Linked DNA regions of Mus musculus: region 2 is linked to region 1. The links are chromatin contacts, called in public HiChIP or PLAC-seq maps. All regions are on one chromosome and are shown on one strand. The core of a region is the stretch at or near the end of the contact, and the rest is flanking DNA. Distances in the headings are between cores, read along the strand shown.

Region 1 (4,131 bases), core at 474-2,973:
CTCTCTCTCTCTCTCTCTCTGTTTCTCTCTCTCTCAAGACAGGGTCTTACTACGTAGCTGTGAGCTGTCACTATCCTGGAACTCATTATTTAGACCAGGCTGGCCTTGAACTCACAATCAGCCTACTGTTGCCTCCCAACTGCTAGAATTAAGGATGTGATATCTGGCCATGTTTTGATTTTTAAATTTACTTTTCATTTATGTGCATATGGATGGTGTATATGTGTAGTGTGTGTGTGTGTGTGTATGTGTGTGTGTGTGTGTGTGTGTGTGTGTGTGTATCCCTTTGGAGGTCAGAAAATAACTTAAGAGTTGGTTCTCACCTTCCACTCTGTTTTGAGGCAGAGTCTCTCTTGGCTTTGTGTCACTGTGTATTTCAGCCTAGCTGGTTCCCGGGTCTCTGGGCAATTGTGTTTCTACCTCCCATCTCACAGCGGGAGAGTGGAGACTACAGATTCACACTGTGCTTCTGGCTTTGTGCATGGTACCCTGTGATCTGAACTCAGACTCTCAGGCTTGAGTGGTAAGCAGGGTTATCTGCTTGTTCACACTGTTTTATTCTCAAGAGGCTTGCTGCAGGGGTTAGTGAGGGGCTCTAGAGTCATAGAACTTATGGAACGGATCTGTCTCTCTCCCTCTCTCTCTAAATATCGTTATCATCTATCTATCTATCTATCTATCTATCTATCTATCTATCATCTATCTATCCATCTATCTGGGATTTATTGGAATGACTTACAGGCTGCAGTCCAATAGCTAACTGTGAGTGGAAAGTCCAATAATCTAGCAGTTACTCAGTTCTATAAGGCTGGGTGTCTCAGCTAGACTTCTGTCTATGATGGAATCCCAAAGAAGGAGCCTCCAAGGCCAGGAATGGATGTGCTAGCAAGGCGAGAAAGCAGGCAAAGAGCAAATGTTTCCTTTTTCTATGTCCTCATGTAGGTTACCAGCAGAGGGTGTGGTTCAGATTAAAGGTGTGTCTTAAAGCCTCAAAGGTCCAGACTACAAGTGGATTCACATGCTACAAACCACTGTGGGTGTGCCCTCCACTTCTAGATTGTAGTTCATTCCAGATACAGTCAGGCTGACCACCAAGAATAGCCATTACACTGCATTACCCACACTGGGTAATGGTAATTATCCTTCTGCCTCTGCCTCCCTACTGCTGGGCTGTGTCATCTGCTTCCAACCTAATTTTGATCTGTTTCTGTTTGCTGGGTCCTACAGGTTGTTGCTTCTGTTCTGGGAACTCCAGTCTGGTCACTGTTTCCCATAGCCATGTTTCTGCTGGAGTATAGCTCTAAGTGACTCTTCCACTACACAGAGGAAAGCCGAGAAAAGAGATCAGGGCAACGACAAGAGAGAGGCCAGAGTTACTCATGAGGAAAGATGTGGAAACATATGTCTGGGATAGATTGAGAAGAAAGGGGAGGAGAGGATAGGAAAGGGAGGGAGGGAAAGGGGAAGGGAAGAGGAGATGGAAGGGGAGGAGAGAAGTTTATTTTAACATTTTATAAGCTCTGCTGCTGAAACTTCTTAGCGTCTCCCAACCACCAAGCCAAGTAGAACAGTTTCATTTCTCCTTGGAGAGATTTAGAGTGTGGCACAGGCTGGCTTCTGTGTCTTGGAGAGACCAGATGAAATCTCTTTGACTTTGGAAGTCCTCAATGTGCGCATGGACAGACAGAAGAGCTCATGGCCCGAGAGAGGTACTCCCTCCTTAGCCTCCAGGTGGCGCTGTGGTGCACTTCCTCATCGGTATTCTGCCCATACAATACATGGTGGGGCATGGTAGCTATTCTTCCTTTCGCTTTAAAAAAAAGGCAAACATGAAATCAAAACAAGAGATGGAGGAGATCTAATTAGGAGTTCATAAAGCAGGGTTGGTATCTCCATTATCAGGCCGGAGCAAGACGGCTGTTTTCTTTCTACTCTGTCACTGATATAAATGAGTTTTTAATTCCCCCTTTTGTGAAGAGCAGGTTATCACACTCTATTCATTAAGTGATTCGAGGCTCTGCATCGGGGTTTAACCGTGGTTTAAATTAGCAGGCTCTGCCTTTGACATCCTTAGAGGGACAGAAATAAGGAGGCCAGAGAGAGGTAACAAACCCTCTTATGTACCCATCGGGTCTGGATTTGGGTGCTGAAAGATGCAGGCATGACCTTGGACAGACTGGAGGTGAACGCTGGAGCCCTGAGTGGAAGGGTGGATGGGTCTCCTGCTGTGCCCTAGGTGGCCTCCTGTCTCATTATAGTGAAGTCATTGTTACCTCTTCTTTCACAGAGTGCTGTGGCTTCTGTGACTTCCTGTCTGGAAGTCCCTGCTGCACCCGCTCTGGTTCCCCTACTTACTGCTGTTGCCCTTCTCCAAGTTCACACCCCTCCACCTGTCTGCAACCACCAAATGCTCTCAAGAGCCAGTGGTTCTCAACCTGGGGGTTGAAAGGCCCTTTCACAGGGGTCACCTAAGACCACCAGAAAACACAGATATTTAACATTGCAATTCATAACGGTAGCCAAGTTACAGATGTGAAGTAGCAATGAAAATCATTTTATGGTTAGGGTCACCACACCATGAGAAACTGGACTATTGCATGGTCACAGCATCAAGAAGGTTGAGAACCACTGTTCTAGGGGGAACACACACCAACTCCCTACAACCATTAGACTTTCCTCTTGGATTTCTCTTGGCTTTTAAAATATTATAGATGACTGATGCTTGTGTATCTTTGTTTATCTTGCCTGATAAAGTAGACCCCAGGGTCAGGACCCTCAAGTTTACTGCTCATATACAGACGTTCATGTCTATTCAAGACAGAGCAAAGAGAACCAGGTCCCAGTGAGGAGGCAAAGAGAAGTCCGCAAGCATTTAAGAAGGGCATGACTGTACTCTTCAGTCAGTCTTTGGGCTTGGGCTTTGGCTTCTCAGTGAGGCAGTACTCAGTAACTTCCATCTGGTCCTGCAGTATGGTTCATCCTCAGTCGACCTTTACCCTCATTTGCTGGTTAGGTAAATTTGTGTTTTGCAGTGCTAGGGATGGAACCTAGGACATTTCACACCAGAGCCCTCTGAGCTACATCCCCAGCCATACATGCCTACCATGTGATGGAGTCCCAAGCCAGGGGCACTGTTGACTTTCACTGACCTGTGCAGATCTGTGTTTGAGAGACGTGGGGTCTGAGGACTGGAAAGAACAGGAGGGACTACAGCCTAATGCTATTGACACACTTCCTTCAGTCTCAGTTTACTTTTATGCATGAATGCAACAAAGAAAGCAACGATGCAAGGAAGGTTGTTTGAGTTCACGAAAACATGATCAGAAAAACATGTAAACAGATGCCAGTAAGGACCTACTAAACACTGACAGAGTAGCCTTTTTCCCAGAACTTTCTCAGGACAGATCAATTTAAACAAAACTGTCTGGCACGTTCTATAGATTATATCTGGGAAAGCATAAAAACAAAGCATGTCCAAGTTCAGGGTACACCATATTGGGTTCTATAGCTATGACCTGACATCCAACAATAACAAACATGTATTATAAATTGAATGTAAATGTTTGTTACAGGAGGCACGAGATCACATCCAAAAGCAACATAAAAAATAAAACACATTGCTCACTGTGGTCATTTCTTTGACTGTGATTGGACAGGGCACACTCAGAAAGTAGAGTGCAGTACAGCGTGGAGCGTCTCCTTATAGCTAGCGACCTGAGGTGCAGTGAGCCTGTTTTGGTCAAGTCTGCAGATCCCCATTTCCAGCAGTGAAATATCTCAGCGAAGAAGCTGTCCCTCCTGTTACTTAGTTCCGTTTTGTCAATGTGCATGTTTTTCTAGGCCAATTGGGAGGGAAGGTGAGCTGTTTGGGAAAGCGAGAAAGCCAGGATGAGGCTGACTTAGCAGGGGCTGCAGAGTCCCCGGAAGGTCTTGAGTTGGGAAGGGGCAGGGCCTCCATACTTCCAAGTTATAGGTTTTCTAAGGGAGGAGGGGCCTAACTCCAAGACGTTTCCATTCTCTGAGCACAAGGACGCGCATTGGCTCGGTCAGCCCAAGGGCACTCCTGAAGTGAACAGACTGCTAGTGATGCACGGAGCAGGTGCAGGAGGTGGGAGCACAGGTAGCAAAGGG
Region 2 (4,132 bases), core at 1,327-3,826, 200 kb after region 1:
CCTTCACAAATCATCTTGCCAAATGTCATCACATTGGGGATCACAAGAATGGATTCAATACATGGAATCTGAAGGGATACAGACAGTCTATAGATGGCAACCTTGACTGTTGACTCGATTTTGTCAGATAAGACTCCAAACAGCTAACTCCATATAATTACAATGATTTCACTGGGGTTTCTGATATTTCTTTTGAAATTATTCAAAGGGTTTTTACAAAGCATTAATGAGTCTCTGTTTTAGGCCTGTGAGTAGGTAGTATCAATTCTTTTTAGTGTTCTCTAACCAATATGAACAATTTTGCCGGTAGAATTGATTGTCTATGTGCCCTCCACCCTGCCTCCACTGTGGTCTCATGTATATATCATCTGTGTATCTCAGGCTGCCTTCAAACTTGTGATCCTCCTGTCTCAGCCTCCCAAAGGCTGGGTTTATAGGGTTATGTCACCAAGTTCTGCTGTGCTTTTCTTTCTTATTTTATTATAACTTGTATTAGGACCTATTCTCACCATATAACTCTGTTTTGAGAAATATCTTTATGCATTTATTGTTAGTATATATGTTCTTATGTTCATGCATAAGCATGATGTCTGTGCATGGGCGTATGTATAGGTTGCATGTGTATGGAGGTTTAGAGTATAACTCTTTGGGTTCAGTTCTCTCTGTCTACTCTTATGTGGATTTGGCCATCAATCTTTTGTGACAAGCAGTTTTAATGGCTGACCTGTTTGGATACCCACACCATACAACTCTCAAATGCTGAGAGATCCTGTTTATTATCAACCTCTGTTTTTCTCTACCACGAATTTTTAGAGGTTTTCTCATCCAACCTTTTATCTTCTCACCAAGTATACATATTTTAAGGAGCATACATTTTTTACTGTTTACCCAAACTGAAAAATAAGACATCACAGAGAATTTTTAAAACTCAATGTCAATTCACTTGAAAACATACATTCATAAAGAGAATTGCTGGGAGACTGTCTCAAAGATCTGGTCGCCATCATACCTCTGTTACGCAACTCTTCACAAAGATCTTCCTTTTGTCTCACGCACTTCACAGGATGTGGGCCACATTGCTTTGCCTTTGACATTTTGATCTGATGTTATATCTTCTATAGGTGATTCCATATGGAGTAAAGGGGTGTGTATGTGTGTGCACACGTGCTGGAGACCTTTATTCCCCTCTTGCGGGTTTGTCTACTGTTACAGCGTAGTTCTAAAATGATCCCCGAAGGCCATGTTCTAAAGGCTTGATTGCCAGGTCAAAATTTTAAATTGATTTGATGTTGGGTTCTAGCCCCATCAGTGAAGTATCAAGAAGTGTGGCATCTCTGGAGAAACTTGGTCGTTTCCTGATGACCATTCCCCCATCTCTCACTTGCCTTTGCTTCTTGGTCTATGAAGTGAGCAACCTCCTCTCCTATACTTGTTTCCATCATCAGAAGGTTTTACCGGAGTCTGACTCCAAGCAATAGTGCCTGTTAAACTTGATCTTGTCCTGGGACCTTGAGAACCCTTTAAATCATCTGCTGCTTGTGTTTCCAAGTGGGATCAAATAAGGTGATGTCCTTTTAATATCAACCTGAACCATAACACAGTACTGTCTTTCTCATTTTTGTGCATTTGGGGTTGTCTTTTTTTTTTTTTTTTTTTTTTGTTTAAAAATGACTGCTGAGCACAGACTTGAAATACTGTCTGTTAAGATATGCCTTAGGGAGAAAGCACTTGTCTTGTGTAAGCTCATAATGTATACTAAATAATGTACCTTTAAACAGAAACATGTATAAAACAAATTACATATTGATCAGTGCATAGGAATGTAAGCCGAGCTTGTGGGGAATGAGTCTCCCTGGGGGAGCGATGGTCCAGTGTTTGCTAATTCAGTGTCTGCAATGACTCTGTAGACCATAACACTACAAACCATGAGAACCAGCTGTGTGTGTACACACATGTACCTACACATGTACAGTTGTGTAGCATGCCACAGTGTCAATGCCCCAGAACTTATGTGCTTACCCATTGCTACTGAGGATTTTCATCTTACATGATATCACAGAATGTCCATGCCATGTTGATAGATGTATATGCCCTTGTTTCAAATATAAATTACACACACACACACACACACACACACATTAGAGAGACAGACAGAAACTAACAGAGAGACAGACATAGGTAGACAGACAGACAGGCAGTCAGGCAGATGCAAGCAGCCTGAGAGAGTCTGAGAGACAGACAGACTGAGAAATAGATGGACTGAGAGACAGATTTTAGACTGGGAGATAGACTGAGAGACAGACTGAGAGACAGCCAAAGAGGCAGACAGACACAGACAGGCAGAGACAGACAGGCACAGACAGACAGACATAGAAAAGGAGAGAGAATTTGCTACAAGTGGGTTCACTCAATCAAAGCACGCATTTGTAATTTTGATAAGGATTGCTGAATTTCTAATATCTTTATAGGCACTGTACTCATCAGTCATACTGCCAGCACCTGTTACTGCCCAGCTGCAGAATGGTTCTTGGGCTTCTCTCTAAGGAAAACACATGAACTCTGCTTTCATACCGAGGACTTTGCAGTGACATTAATCGTGCAGGTGTGACTTCCCCTCTCCAGAGGAGTGAATGGGTAGTGTGCAGAGGTCCCATGAGAAGCTGTGACAGATGACGGATGGCACTATTTTTCCAGGCCTTTTCAGTGTTATTTGCAACCTCTATAGTTCTATTAGGGATGGGTCTGCTGCTCTTCTCTGGAAGATCTGAAGAGCAATTAGGAAACCAATAGGCATGGAAGAGCAGTTATTTCTGTACCATATTAAATCAGGAGTCAGGAATTAGCCACTGGTCAAAATTCAGACACTTCCTGCATATGCAAAGTCTGCAAGCTAAGAATGGCTTCTACATTTTTTAAGTGTTAGAAAATGCCAAAGAAAGGATAACAATGGTGTTGGTGTAAAATTAGATGAAATTCAAATTTTAATGTCCACAAATAAAATGTTATGGAACATAGCCACAATTACTCTTTTTGGTTAGGACTATGACTGACTGTTCACACGCCACAGGCACTAAAGCTTCAAGCTGGGACAGGGAGCAAATGTCTCAGAAAACCTAAACTATGTGCTCTCTGTTCCCCCACAGAACACGCTTGCCTGTGCTCTTGTGCAGTGGATGCTTTCAGGGTTGGATGATGGGGAGGAGGGGGGGTGTCGGCTGACATTCCTGCAGGCTGTGCCTCTGCTCTTGAAGCAATACTTTCTGCAGGAGATGCAGGTGACAGAGCCAATCTGCCCTCTATTCGCAGAGTTTTAGGTTTCTTGGCCAGAAGTTTGAAGGCTTTGTCCTTTGGAGAGACCTGGTAACCTTATGTCTAAGTTTGGGTCTGAACTGTTTCTCAAAGGTTCCCGTGTTTGAGGGCCTGTCTCACAAGGTAGCTGGCTTTGGAGGTGGGGGCTTCTGGGATGATCAGATTATGAAGGACCCGATCTCCCCATGAAAATAATCCACCACTGAATTCATAATTGAATGGGCTGTTAGCAATTAGGGCCTGCCTGGAGGAGATGTATCACGGAGGAGTGGGTGTGGGTTCATCTGAAAGAAACCTTGCTCTTGCCTGTTCCCTCTTCCTCCATGATGTAACCAAATATCTCTTCCCCCTTCAGATCACTAACACCTTACGATTCCCCTCTCTGCTGCCTCGGCCCAGCCCTGCAATGCTCCCGCTTCATTTTTGTTTTATGCAGTCACTCCAGAGTCTGGACTATCACCTGAAGATTTGGATCGATGAGAGAGATCTCATGTGTCCTTTTTCTTTCTGGATCCAATTAGCTCACTCAATGTGATCTTTTCTAGTTCCATCCATTTACCTGAAAGTTTCATTATTATTTTTTTTTAACAGCTAGAGAGTATTCCACAGCGTCTATGTACTGGATTTTCATTATCCACTCATCAATTGAAGAACATTTACTTCATTTCTATTTTCTAGTTATTGTGAATAAGGACACAGCTGTGCAGGTATCTGTGGAATAGAATGTCAAGTCCTTTGGGCATGTGACAAACAGGGGTATGGCTGGGTCACATGGTAGATTATTTTCTTTAAGGTTTTGAGAATTCTCTACACTGATTTCCAT

The links. HiChIP or PLAC-seq counts read pairs in DNA pulled down with a chosen protein or histone mark.
Region 2: a contact with region 1 is called in a CTCF HiChIP or PLAC-seq map of pro-B cells, with 6 times the contacts expected there. The contact joins two enhancer-like sites. A contact is called at or near these places in 1 of 15 datasets of contacts at CTCF or cohesin (pro-B cells) and 14 of 484 Hi-C or Micro-C datasets (the N1E-115 cell line, cardiomyocytes, cerebral cortex and 6 more).

What each region holds. Positions count from the first base shown.
Region 1 is chr8:23,603,943-23,608,073 of GRCm38.p6, forward strand. No RefSeq gene overlaps it. Among named protein-coding and RNA genes, the nearest start is that of Gm30471, 42 kb to the right of the region's middle. Within about 2 kb of position 1,724, at least 4 of the 459 cell types and tissues checked have an H3K27ac peak or open chromatin away from gene starts, as enhancers often do. A contact at or near this core is called in pro-B cells, where this site is marked.
Region 2 is chr8:23,805,710-23,809,841 of GRCm38.p6, forward strand. All of the region lies in intron 3 of Zmat4 (zinc finger, matrin type 4), which reads left to right. Among named protein-coding and RNA genes, the nearest start is that of Zmat4, 140 kb to the left of the region's middle. Within about 2 kb of position 2,577, at least 3 of the 459 cell types and tissues checked have an H3K27ac peak or open chromatin away from gene starts, as enhancers often do. A contact at or near this core is called in pro-B cells, where this site is marked.